Regions from separate parts of the Cricetulus griseus genome. Here region 2 is linked to region 1. A link is a contact called in public Hi-C data. All regions are on one chromosome and are shown on one strand. Each heading gives the region's core, a stretch centred on a gene start, on an enhancer-like site or on the middle of the called end of the contact. The rest is flanking DNA. Distances are from core to core; before and after follow the strand shown.

The links. Hi-C and Micro-C count contacts between places; a contact is called where the count stands out from the background.
Region 2: a Hi-C map of fibroblasts shows a contact between it and region 1, with 4 times the contacts expected there. The contact joins two enhancer-like sites. A contact is called at or near these places in 5 of 8 Hi-C or Micro-C datasets (the CHL-YN cell line, the CHO-K1 cell line, fibroblasts and 1 more).

Annotation. Positions count from the first base shown.
Region 1 is chr4:58,380,712-58,383,411 of CriGri-PICRH-1.0, reverse strand. The region is part of intron 1 of Xxylt1 (xyloside xylosyltransferase 1); the gene reads right to left. Among named protein-coding and RNA genes, the nearest start is that of Xxylt1, 18 kb to the right of the region's middle. Within about 2 kb of position 1,446, at least 2 of the 6 cell types and tissues checked have open chromatin away from gene starts, as enhancers often do.
Region 2 is chr4:58,480,261-58,482,960 of CriGri-PICRH-1.0, reverse strand. All of the region lies in intron 3 of Xxylt1 (xyloside xylosyltransferase 1), which reads right to left. Among named protein-coding and RNA genes, the nearest start is that of Xxylt1, 120 kb to the right of the region's middle. Within about 2 kb of position 1,365, at least 3 of the 6 cell types and tissues checked have open chromatin away from gene starts, as enhancers often do.

The sequences.
Region 1 (2,700 bases), core at 197-2,696:
GGGCCTTAACATGGCAGTGGGGCTTGGGCAGCTGGCGGAAAGAGTTATCCTTACAGCACAAGGCACAGCTTTCAATGTACACAAACACAAGTGACTGCAGAAGGACCACAGGTGAGTGAGACTAAACAAATGCATCCCACCAGGGACAAAAACTGAAGATGTGGAGGTAAGGACCACCCAGAACTGGCTCAGGAATGAGCCAAAGAGAAGGTGGACAGGGAGACAGGGAATCCACGGAGTCCCAGAAGCCCTTGTCCAGCTATGTGATGATTGTGATTTGAATGACAATGGACACATAGGTCCATGTTTGAATGTGTAGTTCCCCAGTTGGTGGAACTGTTTGGGAAGGATTAGGAGGGGTGGCCTTGTTGGAGGAGGCATGTCAGGGGGAACATGCTTTCAGGTTTCAAAAGACCCATGTGATTCCCAATAAACTCTCTTGAGCTTGTTCTCCCCCCACTCCCCCACCCCTGCTTCCTATTTGGTGATCAAGAACTGAGCTCTCAGCTATTCCTGCAGCCATGCCTTTGTCCTGCCATCATGGACTCCAACCCTCTGAAACAGTAAGTGCTTTCTTTTCTAAGTTAACTTGGTTGTGGTGTTTTTATCACAGCAACAGAACAGTGACTAAGACAGTGCCCTCTTAGGAAAGTCACTTGGCCTTTCCTGGGCCCAATTCCCTCATAGGTAACTTGAAGGTACTAGACTTCCTCCAACCCAGACTTTCTGTGACCTGCTGTCAAGTAAATGCAGGAGATAGTGCCCCGGTCACCATTCCACTGGGGCCCCAAATCTCACAGAGCATCCCCTGCTTCAGAGGGATAAGGAAGAACCACCCAAATCAACAGCCATTCAGGAAGGATACAGTGCTCACGTGTCAGAAAGGTAGTGGTCCAGCTCCACTGCTCACTGCCTGTGGCTCTGAGCAAGCGATCACTCTGCCTTGGGCCAGGGGCCTCAACTGTACAACTTCTCTTCAAGAGAGAACACCTCTCTACATGAAGACAACTATTCTTTGTACCAAAGGCAGGACCAAGGTAGGCTCCAGCATAATGCCTGCTCCTCAGGGGCTCATTGAACTGTGGCGACTGCTGTGATCCTTGGAGAGATGACAAACACTGGAGAGGGCTGGGGAGATTCTATACCCCTCATCTCCTCAGGCCTGAGGCCAGGAAATCAACCCAAATCTCCCAGCAATGAAAACTCTGAGGGTCATACCAGGAACCATACCAGGAAGGGCTGAACAGCAGCCTCTTCCCTTCACCTCCTAGCCTCCTTTCTGAACAAATTCTAGAAGAACGTGTGCTTGCAACTTCCTATTTCCATTTTAGAGCCACCAGTAAGTAAGACAGCTGAACATGTGACTCAGGGCTGGAAAGTCCCTATCCTTCCACCACCATCTGCATAAAGGAATTTTAGAATCCCAGAGGTCTGCATGATGAACTTGCTGGTCAGCCTGTGGCACAATAGGAAAATGCTAGAACTTTGAAGAGCTGTGACTCAGTGGGAGTTCCATGTGTGTGCGAGTGTACAGGCAACAGAGGCAAGCCTGAGGCATACTCCTGGCTCTGCCTCCCCAGAACTAAGGACAAAACCACACACACACACCCCTTGGTTATTACATGAGTGCTGGGGATGTGGGATCGGGTCTTAATGCTTGCCCAGCAAACATTTTACCAATTAAGCAATCTCCTAACCCACAGTGGGAGCTCTAAGGAATTGGAGGTGTGTGCTTGCAGGGAACACTGGGACCTCAGTTCCTTCTTCTTCCTTCCTTTCAATTCCCATCCAAGTGAACTGGGTTGTACAGTGTGTGTTCTGGCTACTGCCATCCGACACCCCACCAGAGACCTGTAAAAAATGGTTTTGTTTGATTATGGACAGAAAGGTTAAACCTGTTATCTAAAATAGTCCTTGGTGGAGTGGAGATAAAGCTTGATGTAGAGCACTTGCCTAGTACACAAGAGGCCTTGGTTCAATTCCGCATACAACAAACCAACCACTCTTTATAGACTGAGTAGCCGGGGAATTTGTTACTGTAATGGAAAAGTAACTAATCCATCACTTACAGGTGAGAAACTGAAGCTTAGACTGGAAAGCCTATTCATGAAAGCCAGAAGAGAAAGACCTAGAACCAAGATAAGCAATTCCTGGGCAGACTCTGTCCACTAACGTCTGGATCAAGGGCAGAGGCTGAGGGGCCCACCAAGCACTGATGCCGGAAGGAGTTCTGGGCAGGTCAGGAACCTCCCTAGCTCTCTATGGTAAGAGAAACATAGGAGTCCCTCCCAGAAGCATCAGGATTTCTTCATGACAGAAGGAGGGGCAGTGGGTCCAAACCCTAAAAAGAGTCTCTAAAGCTTACCATTGCCATCGAGGCTATCTCAGCCGGGGCAACCTCTATTGGAGAGCTGACACCTCTCTCCCTCTCTGGTTAGCATGATCCCACATGCCTTGGAATAGCGCTCACAGGGTGTCTGAGCTGCGCCGCTCCCCAGCAGCCCCCTCACTTCCTGCAGCTACTCCACAATGCTCACCCTCATTGCTCACCTGCCTGCATCTACTCCTGCAACCCATTTAGCCTGCACAAGACCTGTCTTAAAATCTCCATGGAGACAGACATAAAGATTCAGAGCACCAAGGGTTAGGAAGGGACTAATGGGTGTGAGGTGTCAGAGATGGGTGAGATCCCACAATGAT
Region 2 (2,700 bases), core at 116-2,615, 100 kb before region 1:
GAGCAGGAAGCCTTCTCACATCTCAGCGGATCAGGAAGCAGAGAGACGAACACTGACAGTCACTTTCTTCTTCCTCCCTTTCTATTCAGCCAGACCCCTAGAATGGCACTGCCCACATGCCAGGAAGTTCATCTCTCCTCAGTCCTCCCAGGAAGTGCCTTTATAGGGCACTGTTTCTTAATCTAATCAAGGTGACAAACAAGACCACAGACAACTGCAGTCAAATTCAGAGAGGGATTCATGGTGAATGGAATATAGGCGCCTAGGACTACAGGACTTACTGAGCAACAGGACCACTCTGGGAGCCATGAGGGACCCAGGTGCTGTTCCATGGTGTGGGGTGGGGTGATGAAAGGGCAGGAGCCCTGAGAGAGAAACGAGACTTCAGAAACAGAAGTCGAGGAAGTAAATGACCAGACTTACTAGGCTCAACATCAAAGTGTCACCTGGAATCCACAGTGGAGAGGCTCAGTCACCGGCAAACAAACGTCTGTGTATGCTAGACGTGGAGCGATGGATGACATAACAGCAAGATATTATTACATAACAACAGTTAACGACTAAGGGTGGTTAGTACGTTCTTCATGTAAAAAGAAGCAGCGAATAGAGAATTTAGGTCTGACATTATGCAAGGCCTGCTCTGGGCAGCAAGGCTACTTCTGCAGGGTCTGACTGCTAAGCTGTCTCGTGCGGAAGCAGCTGGACAGTTCCAGAAACCAGACTCCACACGGCAATGACCTGGAGATCTGCTTCCATTGGGGTGAGCAGGGTGAACATACACTGTTTAGACGGGGCACCACTATGGTTGACCTGCCAGGACTCCAGTGTCCACAGCTTCGCAGGGCTTTCCTTTCCTTTCTCCGTGACACTGTCACAGCACAGCATTGAAGGACTTGCCTCTTCCTCTTGCCTTCATGGCAACAGCACCACATCGTAGCTTCCCCTTTAGAGGCTGTGTTCACATTTGCCTGCGAGGCTTCTGGTTACTGTCAGGCAGCGTCTCCCTGGTATATATGTAGCATTTAGCTGTTGACTTGAACCACACAGGTATTGATTCTTGTGCGGATGGAATGCTTTAAGCTAATGTGAGTTCCTTACATCCAGTATCCAACTTGTCATTATTAATAAAGTGACAGAATAACCAACAGTTACTTTATCACTGATAACTCCAAAAAGTAGTAAGGTTCTCCTGGAGACCAAAGAGACCTCTATTTGCTACCCACTAATGTTCTGCATAGAGGGGGATCCTGATTTACGTGCATTCCTTCCCCTCCACCTCTCCCATGGGACCAACCATCTCCAGTTTGCTGTGACTCAAAGTGGCATCCAAGTATGATTAGCCTGGCCATTTACAGGGCTCAGCCAATCAGTGTATGGTAGGGGAGGAGACTGTAGAAGGATCTCATGTCTGTATAACAACCCAGAGCAACCCAGGTGAGACCCCTGCTGGTCATGTGTGGTACTGCAGTCCTGCCGTGCAGAGCAGGTTGCTCAGTACAGACAGATGAGGGAGGAACAGAGGAGCACTGCCTAGGAAAGCTGCTGCAGGGTAGCTGAGAGCAGCGACCCAGTTCCGCTATTAGAAGCCTCTTTTGTTTCCCCATTGTTCAGCTACATCCAAATCAGTACTCAAGTGGATGGCTCCCATCCTGCCCCCTCAAGACACAGGGGGATCCTCTCTGCATTTACTCTCCTAGGTCAAGGTGGACGGACAGGGAGAGGAAGGCAAGGAGATGCTCTGGCCAAGCACCCCACAGACAAGCAATAAACTGCACATGGAAGATAATAAAATTACAGACGCCTTAGTCTCTTTCTGTTGGTAACAGGGTAGGAAATAAAATAAATCACAAACACATGGAGGCATCCGCCCGTGCCTTGTGGAATAGGGTGCTACAGTTTGCTCGCCTAGCATGGCTTTCCATTTGCAGCATCACTTGACAAGACAGCAGGTTGTCTCCTCCCAACCTTCAGAAGGAAGAAAGGGCTGTGGGCTCCAAGGCATACTCATCGAGGACAGTCAGAATTAAACTGTCCCCAGTCCTTCTGAGCATTCCAGTTGGCCAACAAGGCTGCCACCTTCATTTCTCACATCCTCATGAGGCAGGCATGGTGGGAATGCCTCATTTCTTAAATGGGGAAATTTAAATCCTGGCATGGAAAAACCACCTGCTTCAGCTTCCACAGTGGGGCCCCTTCTCCAGTGGGTGCTAGCCAGTGCTGGGGAGGGGCCTTGCGTGCAGCAAATACAACTGATGCCATATATCTCCACAGTTGAGTCACATCAACTTTAACACAAGTTGAAATTACCCTACCCAAGGAAGATTTCTAAAGGCTGTCTGGACACCACTCGCCATGTGGAGTCTCATTCCTCACTCCATAGACCAGACACCATAGCCAAGAGATCTCGGTGACTCAGAGAGGCAGCCGGATGGCCAGATACAAGTTCAATGCCATAGGCCTCTTGTGTCTATTCATTTTCCTTTGCTAAATATAATCATGTATTGAAAAGAGCTTTGCAGAAACAGTAACTAGAAATGCCAAAAATTACATTTATGAAAATATACAACCCAGTACACCCAAGTGTTTGGAACCAGGTACAACTGGCACCTTGTTCAAGAATAGCCAATTAACTGCTAAATCTCTCTTTTTCCCCTCATTTGCAATTTAGTAAAATATTTCTTTGTTTTTAAAAAAGAAGTC